Linked DNA regions of Mus musculus: all the other regions are linked to region 3. The links are chromatin contacts, called in public Hi-C, HiChIP or PLAC-seq and promoter capture Hi-C maps. All regions are on one chromosome and are shown on one strand. The core of a region is the stretch at or near the end of the contact, and the rest is flanking DNA. Distances in the headings are between cores, read along the strand shown. Region 1 holds the start of Slc35f2 (solute carrier family 35, member F2). Region 2 has its middle 40 kb from the start of Gm25562. Region 3 holds the start of Ddx10 (DEAD box helicase 10). Region 4 holds the start of AI593442 (expressed sequence AI593442). Region 5 has its middle 3.5 kb from the start of Gm25562.

What was found. Promoter capture Hi-C pulls out the DNA fragments that hold promoters and counts their contacts. A called contact is a pair of places that touch in the nucleus more often than the background predicts. HiChIP or PLAC-seq counts read pairs in DNA pulled down with a chosen protein or histone mark.
Region 1: an H3K4me3 HiChIP or PLAC-seq map of pro-B cells shows a contact between it and region 3, with 2.9 times the contacts expected there. The contact joins the promoter of Slc35f2 here to the promoter of Ddx10 in region 3. A contact is called at or near these places in 1 of 39 promoter capture datasets (erythroid cells) and 2 of 115 datasets of contacts at active chromatin or transcription factors (memory CD8 T cells and pro-B cells).
Region 2: a contact with region 3 is called in a promoter capture Hi-C map of the HPC-7 cell line, with 6 times the contacts expected there. The contact joins the enhancer-like site here to the promoter of Ddx10 in region 3. A contact is called at or near these places in 6 of 39 promoter capture datasets (the 3T3-L1 cell line, the HPC-7 cell line, cranial neural crest and 2 more), 1 of 484 Hi-C or Micro-C datasets (the Ba/F3 cell line) and 6 of 115 datasets of contacts at active chromatin or transcription factors (embryonic basal ganglia, embryonic limb bud, embryonic midbrain and 3 more).
Region 4: an H3K4me3 HiChIP or PLAC-seq map of forebrain shows a contact between it and region 3, with 5 times the contacts expected there. The contact joins the promoter of AI593442 here to the promoter of Ddx10 in region 3. A contact is called at or near these places in 3 of 115 datasets of contacts at active chromatin or transcription factors (SST interneurons, astrocytes and forebrain).
Region 5: a Hi-C map of B cells shows a contact between it and region 3, with 11 read pairs. The contact joins the enhancer-like site here to the promoter of Ddx10 in region 3. A contact is called at or near these places in 8 of 39 promoter capture datasets (3T3-L1-derived adipocytes, cranial neural crest, embryonic stem cells and 5 more), 4 of 484 Hi-C or Micro-C datasets (B cells, the HL-1 cell line, cortical neurons and 1 more) and 11 of 115 datasets of contacts at active chromatin or transcription factors (acute myeloid leukemia, astrocytes, bone marrow-derived macrophages and 8 more).

Annotation. Positions count from the first base shown.
Region 1 is chr9:53,770,166-53,772,865 of GRCm38.p6, forward strand. Slc35f2 (solute carrier family 35, member F2) reads left to right here and starts at 1,370. Exons shown (of 8, transcript NM_028060.3): 1 at 1,370-1,729. The coding sequence starts at 1,620.
Region 2 is chr9:52,329,470-52,332,169 of GRCm38.p6, forward strand. No RefSeq gene overlaps it. Among named protein-coding and RNA genes, the nearest start is that of Gm25562, 40 kb to the left of the region's middle. Within about 2 kb of position 1,347, at least 8 of the 459 cell types and tissues checked have an H3K27ac peak or open chromatin away from gene starts, as enhancers often do. A contact at or near this core is called in the HPC-7 cell line, where this site is marked.
Region 3 is chr9:53,246,734-53,249,433 of GRCm38.p6, forward strand. It overlaps Ddx10 (DEAD box helicase 10), which reads right to left and starts at 1,379. Exons shown (of 18, transcript NM_029936.2): 1 at 1,085-1,379. The coding sequence starts at 1,270.
Region 4 is chr9:52,678,410-52,681,109 of GRCm38.p6, forward strand. AI593442 (expressed sequence AI593442) reads right to left here and starts at 1,371. Exons shown (of 2, transcript NM_001286641.1): 1 at 1,174-1,371; 2 at 1-108. It overlaps Gm1715 (predicted gene 1715), which reads left to right and starts at 1,454. Exons shown (of 5, transcript NR_045333.1): 1 at 1,454-1,662.
Region 5 is chr9:52,286,304-52,289,003 of GRCm38.p6, forward strand. No RefSeq gene overlaps it. Among named protein-coding and RNA genes, the nearest start is that of Gm25562, 3.5 kb to the right of the region's middle. Within about 2 kb of position 1,253, at least 26 of the 459 cell types and tissues checked have an H3K27ac peak or open chromatin away from gene starts, as enhancers often do. A contact at or near this core is called in B cells, bone marrow-derived macrophages and forebrain, where this site is marked.

The DNA of each region.
Region 1 (2,700 bases), core at 120-2,619, 520 kb after region 3:
AGACTGGGTTACACATAGTTGAGTTTCAGTCAGCTTTGTCTATGGAGTGAGGTTTTGTCTAAAAAAGACAAAAATAAACAGAAAATAATTATACTTAAACTTTACAGCGCTTGTAGTTGGCAAACTTAAGGCTTACTTAGCTACATTTTCCAAAACCTATTCCCCCTTTTATAAACGCTTTTTAAATAGCGATTTGATTGATTGTGTGTTTGTGTGTGCCATTGCCTAAATGTAGAGTTTAGCTTGGTAGAGATCTGTTTCTTGGCCTACACCATGTGGGTTCCAGGAACCGAACCCTGGCATCGGGTACCTTTACGGGCTGAGCCACACACTCCTACCCCTACCTCGTGTGTTTTTTGAAGCAGGATCTCATTTTAGCTCAGGCTAACCGAGAACTCAGACTACTCTAGGCTAGCCTCGAGCTTAAGGCAATGGTGCTTCAGCCTCCTAGGAGCTGTGAGGAAAGGCGTGAGCTACCAGCTAGTTAAAAACCTGGTTTTTCTTAGTGTCTTCTACAAAACCACCTGCTCTTCTGCATCCACACACAGTCTTCTAGAATTTACCGTTTACAGTGTCCCTTTATCCACTAAAGGAGGAGATTGGGGGGTCGGGGTGAGGAGGTGGGGAGCAGTTCTTTTGTCTGCTTGGTCTCCTTCAGGAAAAAAAAATGCTTAATTGGCACTACAGACTTGCTTCTGTCAGCAAGAACCAGGGACTTCCCCATCCCACTTTTTATTCCCTCTTGTTCCTTGTAGGTCCATCCAAGCATCAGAAGGCGTGGCCCGGGTCAAGGCCAGGATAGGTGACAAGGCAACCCAACAGGTCTGCGAGGGATGATTTGCCTAGTTCGCGCCACAAAGACACACCACTCTGATCGTTCTTTTGAAAGGAAAAGAAACCACAGCTTGTCTTCAGTTCTTTTAGGGGAAAAGGAGGGAGACCTGGACACAGAGGCGGGGTCAGTGGGTTCTTCCAGTTAGCAAAGTTCAGGAGGGCACCAGCTCGCTGCCTGTACAGGCATCCTGGGAACCAGCCAAGATCACCTCTTATCAGATTACCTATAGTTTGCTGATTTCAAACAAGGAACCTTGAAATCCTGAAATGCATCGGGCGTGGTAGCGTAGACCTGTAAATCCCAGGTCTCTTGAAGCTGAGGCAGGAGTTCTGCTGAGAATTTGCAGTATGCCTAGGCAATATCCTGAGTTCCAGGATAGACCCGGCTACTGAGTGAGACCTTAGGTCAAAGAAACTAACCAAATCAACTCCACCCACATGGAGGTGGGGGAGGAAGAAGCCCAACCCTCTCATCTTAAATTTACATTATGTCCTACTCAGCTCTGACACTAGAAAACAAACCGCCCTTTCTCCTCCAGCTTCCCAAAGGTGCCAGGTGGCGATCTGCAAAAGCATTGTCTGGCCCTTAGGGCCTGACAGTTAATGATTTGTCGCACGAGCAGGGCGGAGGAGTATCGGGACGCGGGCGAGCGTACTAGAGAGCGCAGCAGGAGAGCAAGGCAGGGCGCGAGCCGAGTCCGCGCCGTACTCACAGGCACCGCCTCCTGTCTTCCGGGCCCGAGCACTTCTCGGGGTTCCGGGCACGCGAGGCTCGAAGAGACCCCATGGAGGCTGAGTCGCCGGCGAGTGCGGGGGCCAGCGAGCCCCGGGCGCTGGGTACGGTGGACAGTATCGGCAGCCAGCTGAGCAGGATCCGACGCAAACTCTTCACCTGGTGAGTGCAGCGCGCTGGGCGGGCCTGGGTGGCGGGGACACAGGCAGAACCGGCTGGCGACCCGCGCGCACGTGTCTGGAGCTGGGAATGGAGGTGGCGGTGCCTCGACTTCGGCTCCTTGAGCTCCCAAACCACCCAGGAGGTCGCGTTTCATCTGGGTGCTCCCCCCACGCTCCTTCGAAACGGTGGCGACGCTGGCTTTTCGGAGGATACGCGGGGAATTCATCCGATTGGCATTTTGAGATAGGTTCCCCTATTTCCCTGTGACAGGGTGGGAGCCACCGTAGATGCTGTGGAGGAGCGCTGCCCAACCTGGCGCTTGGCAGGTGGAAGTGTTGCCCTTCCTGGCTCGGTGCCCGCATTCCTTCAGATCGGGATCCGTGCCCACCTAGCCTGGTGATCACCTCCAACTGGAGTTCACTCAAGTGAGAAAGCTGGGTTAAGTTTTGTGCTGTTGCAAACCGGAGACAACGTCTGCCCTGTTTTGGGGCCTGAGCGAGGCGACATGGCCACCTCCGGAGCTGCGGTCCAGGGAAGCAGGTGGCTGATGTCACTGTGCTCTGGTGAGCCTTTAGGTAGAGATGTTCTCAAAGAGTTGGCAGCGACTCTGGGGAAAGCTTTCTGTGGTCACTGGACGACTTGCGTTCTGAAGACACTAGAGGCTAACATCCAAATAATGAAATCCATTTACTGAACATTTACTCCGTGCCAGGCACTGCGCTTAGCCATTTATGTAGACAATAGCACCGCATCTCCTTTGCTTTAGGATATGGCGCTATTGTTAGACCCACTTTCCAGGTGAGGAAACACAAGGCTAAGCAGTTTACTTGGGGATAATGAGAATGGCAGGATTACAGGCATGTGCCACTACCCACCTGGGCAACGAATTTCAATTGAAAGATTTTGAAAGCTATGTCCTTGAAAAGGCATCTCACCTTCAGAGCTGATCAATAAATGTGTATACATGCATT
Region 2 (2,700 bases), core at 97-2,596, 920 kb before region 3:
AAAGATCCTTAACCATGGCCCTGGTCAGAGAAGAATAGAATCTAAAGTAGATATCATTTCCTTGGTAAAGGAAACCAGGGAAGATGCTTGCTGTGGCAGGTATTAGAGTTAGACTGTCAGGAAAGTGCAAGGCAGGCGTGGAGAAGCTATGACAAGTACCGCCTTCTGTGTCCTTAGAATGACATTCATAGAGAGCTCTGTACTTGCTTTCTTCAGTTTAAACGGATGAGCTGTATCTAACATCTACCCATATGATCCATCCTGTCACTATGGTTAAGACGGAGAATCTCTTAATGCTTGGAATGCAAAGGGTTTTGTTTTCTGTTAAAGGGGTAAAAAGGATAAACACACAAGAGGACACTATAATAGAGGGGTCAAGGAGATAAGAAGGAAGAATAATTTACTAAAATACTTTTTGCAACCCCCCCATGATATATAGTACTGTGTACTATTTAAAAAAATAAAGTATAATTAAAAATAAATAATTTGGATGCAAAAATAAAAGTAGAAAAGAAGAAGCAAGCACAAATGGCAGCTCAGTGTGGATCATCTCTATCCAGTGTTCTCAGACATGGCCATCACTTGTTATTCATCTCAAGATGGGGAGAGTCAATAGATGTAGCTTATGGGCAAATATGTTAGAAAAGGAATAGAAGGAAGAATTGTAGGTTGGGTATATATTATAGAAGAGGAGGAGGCAGAAGAGAAGGAAGGGGGAGGAGTAGCAATAATGGAGAGAAGGAGGGATTAGATGGAATAACAGGATAGAGAAGGGACAATGTTGGTTCCAGCTAATTAAGGTTGAACTCTATTATTGAAAATGGAGTGCTCCCTTTACCAGCAGAGCTTCTTTTCTGTCTGACCTTGTCTGGAGAGCTCAAAACCCCCACAGCCTCTACCTTTGGAATGTTATATAGCCTGAGTTTAGAATACAGATTCAGCTCCCCTCTGTACCCACCCCCCAAAAAAAACAATGAACCTGTCTAGCAAACACCTGGAATTCCTGGAATACCCCTCCATGCACAGGAGGCATTATCTGGTACCCTAAGCTGTAGCCCATGATAGGTAGCTACCCTAGAAATCTCAAATACTATATAGCCCTTTGTCAGCTCTTTGCCAGCAGGTTCAGGCAAGAGGAGAGAACCCAGTCCAGCCGGGTCTGTCGGGGCTGAGCAGGATGGTGAATGTCCACAGCCCAAAAGAATAACACCAGGTTGGGAGTCTTGTCTAAGCAGGAACTTGCTTTAATGTGGCAGCAATTTGCTTATATAGACAGGGCAAGGAGGTGGGGATAGAAGTATGGGGTGAGATGACGTATGGGTGTGGGATGATCTCATGGGGCCTATAAGAAATTGATACATCAGTGGTAGCTAGGCAGAGGCAGTCTTATTCAGGATGTGCTGAGTCATTCTCAAGTGAATGACAGGTCTCGAAAATTGTTAGGCCCAAACCAAGGCCAAATAGGGCCCAACAAACAGCTCTTGATTCACCCTGATTAAAGTTGAGCTGCCTCTCTGGAGGTGATCCTAAAAACAGTCATTTCCATTGTACTTACCAGCTAGCTGAAGGCCACGGGAAACCCTGTTTGTTGACTCTGCTCCCTTCATCCTTATGGACTGGTGCTCAGTGACCTCAAGGAGAAGGGGGAACCACAGGATAAAGATAAGGGTCATGAAAGCAAATGTAAGAAAGAAGTGTTTACCAACAGTGCACAGTGTTGAAGGAGATCAATGCCCATGTGAATCCAGCACAAGCCATGGGACCTGAGAATTATACTTCACTCAGCATCTCTGGGAAAGCAATATTTACAGAAATTGAGATGGAAGCCACACTTAAAGGAACCAAGGAAGAGACTCAGACTGAGGGATCACTATCCTTACTCAAGATCTAGTGGTGAAATAAAGGCAATTGCTCTCTTAGGAGGGAGGAAGCGTGAATCCAGAAGAGAACAGGTGACAGGTGGCTGGTTTTAAACAAGGAGTTAAGAGCACACATTGCAAAAGTCTTTTCCAATAAACTGTGCTGGGAAGACTGGAAATCTGCATGGAGGATGAAACCAGACTGAAGTCAACTCCAAGATGACTGAACGCACACATCAGACGTTCGACTGTGAGATGATCAGATGAAGGTTCCTGGGAGCATTGGAATGCTCTTAGAGCAGAACTCACAGGGAAAGGGACAAGTGTAAACAGGAACACACAGGATTTCATGGGACTACAAGTACTGAAAGAGAATCAAGAAGCAGTAATCACAATGGGAGAAAATACTTGTAAATATTATACAGCTGATAAGGAGTTAATACCCAAAAGATAGAGGGAACTCTAAATGAACCCCAATAGCAAAGAAAGAAGGGGAGGGTGAGAAGGAGTAGGAGGAAGAGGATGTTTGCATACGGTTGGTGGAAATATGGATCAATGAAACCATTATGGAAACAGTAAGGGGTTTCCCTCCCCCTCTCCCTGCAAAGAAAAAAAGCTACCATGTGACTCATCAGCCCCACTACTGCCTCATGTGACCTGGTGTCTTCAGCATGGCTGTTTGGAATCTGCAGATGGGCAACACAGAGATCCACATGTGTACACTTTGATGTCAGCACACAGCAGGCTGAGAACTGCTCTTCTGGGAGAGACTCATAAACTAGACCTTTAAAATACTTTCCTTGGGACCCTGAATTTCTGAGCACTCAAGGTTAGGAATTAA
Region 3 (2,700 bases), core at 129-2,628:
ATGATTCTACCTATTAAATCCCAAACTAGAAAGGTGGCATTCACTGGAAAGGTGAGAAAGGTAGATGAATGCTGGAAAATATGGGTTTTAAGAGGATGGATAGAAGTAACATTCCTAAGGGGCAGACACCTAGGGCAGGAAAACACGCCAGCTTGTCTAAGTGTTAACTATGAGACTACTCATCTAGGAACACTGGCTACAAGATGCTGATGTCAGGAAGAGGCAAACACATTCCATTGTCTTTCCACTGATTCTTGGTGAAAACCATGAAGACAATGAGACAAAGAACAAAAGATGATGCTAAGGGACAGAGCCAATTCCCAACTTAAAGATCGAGAGCTGTGGAAACAGACACAGGTCTAGGTTCCAATTCCACACTACTAGATGTGGGAAATTAGGGCCAGTTTCTTATCCTCTCCAAACTCTACAGTTCTTATCCGTTAAATGGACTACTAGGATCCATCCACACCTCAAGATAGGGGCAAAGAATATAAAACATGGAGAGTACTTAAAGATATTTCTATTATTTTAAACATTTCCCACGAACAACAGCGTTTTCTTACATCACTCCAGATTTTAGCTTATTTATTTCATTTTTGAGACCAAGTTTCACGTATCACTGACTGACCTCGAACTTGCTATAAAGCCTTGGATGACTTTGCACCTCTGATCCCCCTGCCTCCACCTCCTTAGTGCTCAATATGTGCCCGGTTTATGTGGAGCTGGGGATTGAACCCAGGACTTCCTGCGTGTTGGGCTAGCACTCTACTGAAGGCTCTCACTCCATCCGCTAGGTTCTTTCCACAGCGGTCACTATTGCCTCTCTGTTCTGTCACCACTGCTGCACCACATGTCCCTACCCGGAGTGTCACCGCATTTCTATCACTTTTCCCAGCACTGCGGAAAGTAGAAGAGTCAGACCTGGGTAGCGACACCCAACAGACCACTAGTGAGGCCCCGTTGGCCGGGTCCGCCCCTTTCCCACACCACCCTGACCCTAAGTCCACCACAGCGGCAACACCTCCGGGCTGCACCCACCCTCGCTCCCCAGAGCCCCGCCGAACGTGCCCCGAGCCCACCTCACCTTCTCGTAGTTTTGCATGAGGCGGCTGATCCCCTCGCGCTCGACCTGCCATTCCGGCTTCTTTAGCTGCTTCCTCCGCTCCTTCTTTTGGTGCTGCCTGTGGCTGTGTTTTTTCTTCCAGCGATTAAAGCTCCGCACCGGGTCGGGTCGGGTTCCCTGACCCAGAGAAGCAACCGTTTTGCCCATGGCGGGGGCTGCCAGGACCCACGACGCCGCTACACGGGAGCCTCCTCGCTCCTCAAGGCACAGCACGGAAGACGCGAAACCAGCGTGTGGAGAAGGCGCAGGGGCGCACGCGCAAGTCCGGGAACCCGCCCCCAAGCTGGGGAGAGTGGGCACACATTAATGACGACAGGCAATGCGCGGACGATGATTGGTGATTTGGCTTCCGCTGGGCGGGGCGATCTTAAGACGCCAGGGGAAAGCGTGCACGGAGGAACTGGGCGTGCTCCACTGCTTCCGAGAGTGCTTGGGGCTTCCGGAAACAGCGCAAGTACACTGCTTATTGCTAGTATGGTGAAGTCATACTCAGCGTAAAGTACTGCTTTTCATTTACTCTGGATTCAAGTGTGCCCAACATTCGCGAGTACACTGCTATACGTTATAGAGTATGTAGGTCGTAGTTACTTTGTAGATCAGACTGGCCTCAAATTTATAAGAATTCACCTGCCTCCTGAATACTCTAATTTCAGTTAAATGCCACCGTGTTGACTCAAAATGCTTTAAAGCAAACTTTTCAATTAACAAAAAGTTACATAATACAGAAAAATACACTTACACATAGACATCGTAAAGATGCCTCTGGAGAGCATCCTAAACATCAATCACCATTTATCTTACAAAGTGTCAAAAACAAACAAAACAAAACAAAACAAAAACCAAACCCTGAGATGATTACTGTGTTAGTCACTGAACTATTACTGTGAAGAGACACCATGACCAAGGCAACTTTTATAGAAAGAAGCATCATTTAACTGGGCTGGCTTACAGTTTCACAGGTTTAGTCCATTATCATCATGACAGGGAAGGCATGCCAGCATCCAGGTGGGCACTGGAGCAGTACCTAAGAGCTGCATCCTGATCCATAGGCAGGACACAGACACACAGACACACACACACACACCTGCGTGCGCACGCACACGCACGTACGCACGCATGAACAGCGACACTGTGCCTGGCATGGACTTTTGAAACTCCAAAGTTTTGAAACTGTGACTCCAAATATATGAGCCTATGGAAATCATTCTTATTCAAACCATCACATTTACTCTCAGTTTTAACAACTGGGTGGCCTTAACTGAATATTCACATTGTATATTTTATAGTGATTTTTTTTTTCAAGACAGGGTTTCTCTGTGTAGCACTGGCTGTTCTGGAACTCACTCTGTAGACCAGGCTGGCCTCGAACTCAGAAATCCACCTACCTCTGCCTCCCAAGTGCTGGGATTAAAGGCGTGTGCCACCACTGCCCAGCTATAATGATTTTTAAGTTAAGTAAATGTTTATTTCCACGACTATGACTATAGCTATAAGTTAAACCAAGATTTTTTTTCATATTTTCCATCACTACACTTTTTTTGTTTTGTTTTGTTTTGTTTTTCGAGACAGGGTTTCTC
Region 4 (2,700 bases), core at 121-2,620, 570 kb before region 3:
CAAAGACTGAGGGAGCAACTGCCGCCAAGCAAGCGGGCCAGAGCTAGTGGCCCCAGGGAGAGTGTCTCTGGTCTTCTTTGATCCTGTTTCCTTTCCCCAGGCACAGTGCTGCAAAGAAAACAGGATTAGTTAGGGTCCCGGCCACAGCCAAGGCGAGTGCAGAGAAAGAGAGGGATCTGACACCACTGTCAAGCGGCCCTCAAATGGACTCTGTCATCTCCACAACCCACCAACCCAACCCTACCGCTCCTGGCAGCCCAGGAGAGCCGCGCTAGATGCTCCGCTGGCTCAGATGGGGTCTGGCGTCCGTACCGCACCGCGGAGACACTGGTTACTCAGCAGAGAAGGCAGCTGCCCTGCCCCCTGCACAACTTTCTAATTGCCACCAACAGCGGCCGCCACAGCGGCTTTCTCTACTTCCCAGAAAGCCAACTGCCCTCTTCTCTGTGTCCTGTGGACCTCCTCTCAGGATCCAATCTCGCCAGCACGCACTCCAAGCAGGCTCCCTGTACGCAGTCCTCCTTCCCCATCCCTCCCTCTCCAAACACTTCCAGCCTGGACGTTCAGACCCCCAAGGTCCCCGTCCCAAGGGGATACACCCCACTGCCTCTGTCCCTAGCCGCAGCTGACCCGCTGGATCTGGCACACAGGATCATACTCGACCTTTCTCCAGCCTTCTTCCTTGCTACCTTCCTCCCCCTTTCTCCCTATCAAAAGCAGCTGAAACACCCTTCTCAGCGGAGGCACATCCTCCCAAGCGCCCCCCACCCCTCATCTCCCTGAGCCTCCCACTTGACAGTATCCAAAATCCTTTTTCTTTCTTCCAGAGCAGGAACTGAAAGGGGAAGGGTTCCCGCTTGCAAAGTTTGGGGAACCGACCTTGTCTCCAGCCTTCCCCGGGCCCTGGCCCCAGGGCCCAGAGGCTGTGGCAGAGGACCAAGCCGGAGGACCCGCGGCAGGCAGCACAGCTCCCTTGCCTCTCCCAAAAGGCAGGTGCAAACTGTTGCACTGCGGAGCAGCAAGGCAAAGCGCTAGCCTCCACCAGGGAAGGGGCGGGGGCTGAAGCTCTGTCCAGAGGTGCCTGCGCAGGCCGCGGGAGTGGTCTTACCCGCCCTCATCCTGCCACTGGGGCCCCTGGCCATGGAAGCCTTCATCCTGACCACTGTCTCTTACCTGGAAGGACCAGCCAGTTGCAGAGAAGGAGCCCTTGGCTGCAGTGGCGGCTGCAGAAGGCACGGAGCGCTGGGACCAGAGACAGAGCCGCGCTGCTGCTGCCACCCTCGCCGCCGCCACCGCCGCCGCCGCCGCCGCCGCCGCTGCCTTTGCTGCTGCTGCTGCTGCTGCTATGGGGAGCTCAGCTCTTAGCCTATTGCCAGAGAGGCCGGTGACGTCAGGCAGCCACCGCCAGGGCTCCAAGCCACCCCTCAGGCCCCCACCCACCCTCATACCCAACACCTTGTCCTGGCATAACAGCCTCTCCAACACCATTCCCAGTTTCCTGCTGTTCCCCAGCTTTGGGGCTGGGAGGAGCAAACCCACCCCCATCCCCACCTCCACCCTGCCAGCAACCCACCTTCATTCAGCACAAGCACTCCTTTGCCTAGGAAGAAGCAGGCTTCAGTTCTTCCATTGCTCTATGCTTCAACCTCAACCGGTCTCCAGGTACAGTTTTGCTCCAGGAGAATCTTCTCCCCTGGGGGTACACTTTTTTTTCCTGTTGACTGATCAGAGTCCCTGCTACTCCCCAATCCTATTTTTCTGCCTCTGGTTCTAAGCATAAACTGCTTATACTAGGGAGATGGCAAGGACATTTGTCAACACAACTGTGACAGAATCAGAATCAGGAACCTAAATATGCATCAAAGACTGCATCTCTCCACCAGTCTCCAAAGTATGTCATCCCATCTGCTTTTTGATTTCTTCCCCCGCACGCTCATCTTCAGGCCCAGGATCCATTCGGTGTATTGAACACCCCTTTTTTTTTCGAGGATCCCACATTCTGAAGACACAAAGCATACATGGGCTTGAAGGGTGGGAAGGGGAAATTACAAAGAGAAGTGCAGGAACCAATGACCCGTAAAAATTCTCAACATTGTGTGTACTGCTAAAAAAATGTCCCTTCGTTGATTCTAATTTTTTGTCAACGTGCTTGATTCTTGATACATTTGCTTTTTCAGTTAAATGTTTACATCTCCTAAAAAGGCTCTTAGCAGCCTGCAAAAAAATCTTATAGAGACCAGTGAACGACTAGTTTGGGATCCTTTCAGAAACAGAAATAGTGTATTCTATTATAGTAACCATCTTCAAAATAGAGTATGCTTTGCTTTATGTGAGTGATTGGGAACGCTTGCTTGGAACACTAACTAAACAGAGTATGGTCTTTAGGGCACTGAGATAACTTATTAAAACCGTGTTTTGTTTTGCTTTTTTCTTTCTTCTCTCCTGTCTTGTTTACCTCCTGTCTTTGAGTCTAGAAAGTGTGCAACATTTTCTCACCGAGTTGGTCAGTCGTGGAGTGTGTGTTCCTGCCTCCTCTTCATGCTATACATCATGAAGGAAAGCTAAGGGGAATACTAGCTGCCACTTACTCACTCCTATCAGCTACAGTCAGGAAGTGAGGTCAGATATGAAGAAAAAAAGATTTCTCCTTCTGACCCTATGTACCCATCTACCCCTACTCCAAATTCTCATTTTCCTCCT
Region 5 (2,700 bases), core at 3-2,502, 960 kb before region 3:
TTAGACAAAGCACAGCCCTTATTTAGGGGTTCTGGTGGGGGTGGGATCTTTGTGACAGTTATTGACAGGGAGGTCTGGGGGAGGGGCTTGGCTGCTGGATTTCCTCAGCCTTCTCCCCCATTTCCTGCCTTGAAGCTTTACAAAGTTTGCAAAGTTTATAAAGTTTACAAAGGGAGTTCACAGCAGGGAAAGCCTTCCTTGCCTCTTAAGTGACCCGAATAACCAACACTGAACATGGAAATATTTATTTGATATTTATTAAGGATTTTTTTTTGCCGGGTACGAGTATTAGAGAATCCGGTAGGCAGAATACAAGGGACCTCAGCATCATTTCTTACAGCTGGATTTGAATCTACAATACACACAAATATATATATATATATTTTAAATAAATATATCTCTGTATATCCCTGGCTGTCCTGGAACTCACTTTGTAGACCAGGCTGACCTCGAACTCAGAAATCCACCTGCCTCTGCCTCCCAAGTGCTGGGCTTAAAGGCGTGCACCACCACTGCCCCGCAAGGATTTGTTACCTTAAAACTTGCAGCGGAGTGTAGTACTCCTCCTGTCCCTCCTGTCTCATGACCTGTAGATAGCTCGCTTTCTCCCCTTTCCTCTGATTTGGTTTTGTACTTTTATTTGTTCAGGGAGCTTTAGATAACTAAAGAAATCACGTTTTCTTGAAATACCTAAGTGCTCACAGAAACAGAAATTTTTCATTTTATTTTCCAAAAATTTTTCTTATTTTTTTCTTTTCTTTATTTATTGTGGGTGCCAATATGACACGTTTTGTCCAGCTTGACACATTATTGAGATACAAATCTTAGCCAGTACAAAATTTAAGGTACTGGGCTTCCGTGTTTCTGTAAACTAACATCCAATGAATATTTTGGAAATGCATCCCCTCACCCCTTCCCCTTGGAGGAAAGAAGAGGGCCGTACTTCTGACCTGTTTGCAGGAACTACGAGGGAGGATTCAGGTCCCCACTGCTAGAGGTAATCTCTGCAGCCTGGTAGGCGCGACTGTTGTAAATGTATCTCGGAGAGACACATTTCCGCGCACAGAACTCTTTCCAACTTCACAGCTTCAAAGCCAGTAGAGTACACAAAGCAGGCTACGAAGGCAAGATTATTGGGCTGACGATCGATCAATGCTTCTAAGAGAAAAGGTGCAAAACCACACTTTTGTAGTCATAAATACAAGTGTGGGAGCCTGAAGCCATTTCATTACAAATCTGTGGAGCAGTGCCATCTAGTGGTCAGAGTTTGCCTTGCCGAATGAAGAAAAGTTAGAATGAAGAAAGTTAGAAAGAAACAGGGTTTCAGTAAAGTTTTCAGGTAAACTTGGTAACAACATTCATAAGTGTTCATAAGGTGTCTTCAGAACCGAAGGAACAGGTCCACTTCCACGGCTCTTCGAAGGGACCTGGGTAAAGAGCCATTCAGATACCTTGTGGTGGAACGTCTGTTTCTTTACTTTGGCTGTCCCCATCTCCTTTTCCATTCTCTTGATCTTCTGTACTGTAAAGCTCCCTGGTTCTTCTGAGCTCAATGCATCATAGACTCATTAAGAACAGTCTCGAGCTGAGCTTCCATCAAGATGTGCCATCTCCTAGCAACCTGCGTCTTTTCTGCGGGATGAGATATTTCCCACTAGAACTGCATCAGACTCTCTGGATCTCCTAATGTGGAGTTGAAGCCGTTACATTTCCAGCTCTGAGGAGAAGTGAAAGTTGTTTAGGGAAGTTTGCTCAACAGAGTCAGGCTACTCATTTCTGGATTGTTCTGGGTCAGGAAGAGCCAGTAACATTCTGTCCACCAGCCCTCAGCGTCCCATTTCACAACGGCTCCCTCACACCAAACATTTGTCCTTATCTTTAGGTTGTTCTTTTGCTATTTCTCCTTTGCTGGAAAAGTTATGCAGATTACCATCTCTTCAGGGAACTACAGCTCTGACTTTCTGCAATTCTCTCTGTCAGGTAAAGATGTTCCTTAGAGACTGTGGAGCAGTGTGTGGAGAAGGTGAGATAAAAAGGAGTTTCCCTAGCCTGTAGGTAGGGGCGGAGGTAAACCGCAGTTTACAATTCAAATTGCTTTAAGGTGACTTAAAAACAGTCTTTTCCAAAAATATTTTTAGAATTCTATACTATAAAGAATGCATGAAACACCTATGGTTTTGAAAAGAAACGGTATGAAAAGAAAAGAGAAGGAACCACTGTAACAAACCAAGTCTAACCAAAACAACAACAACAACAACAACAACAACAACAACAAAACAAAAACCAAAAAACAAACAAGCCCAGATTGTGGGATGACCTTAGCTGATGTGCTGAGTTCAGTAGAGTTGCCCAGGGGTTACCTGCACAGTGAAGCTTGATTTGAGACACTAAACTTAGAGAAGCTGATTTGGGCCCCTAGTCTTGGAGTTAGTCTCTGAAGAGATGAACCTCAGCTGTGCTGTGTGGATGAGGCGCTGCACATGGTAGCAGCTCTGTGGTGATCTCTAACTACATTACAACTGAGCGACAGAGAGACAAGCATGCCGTAGTCCCCTTGAGAACACACCCTCAATTACCTAAAGCCTCCAGCCAGACCTCTCTTAAAACGTCTACTATTTCCCCATAGTTCCACTCTGAGGATCGAACCTTTAAGACATACGTGTTTGGGGGGGGGGGCATCTAATGTTCACTCTAAAGCAA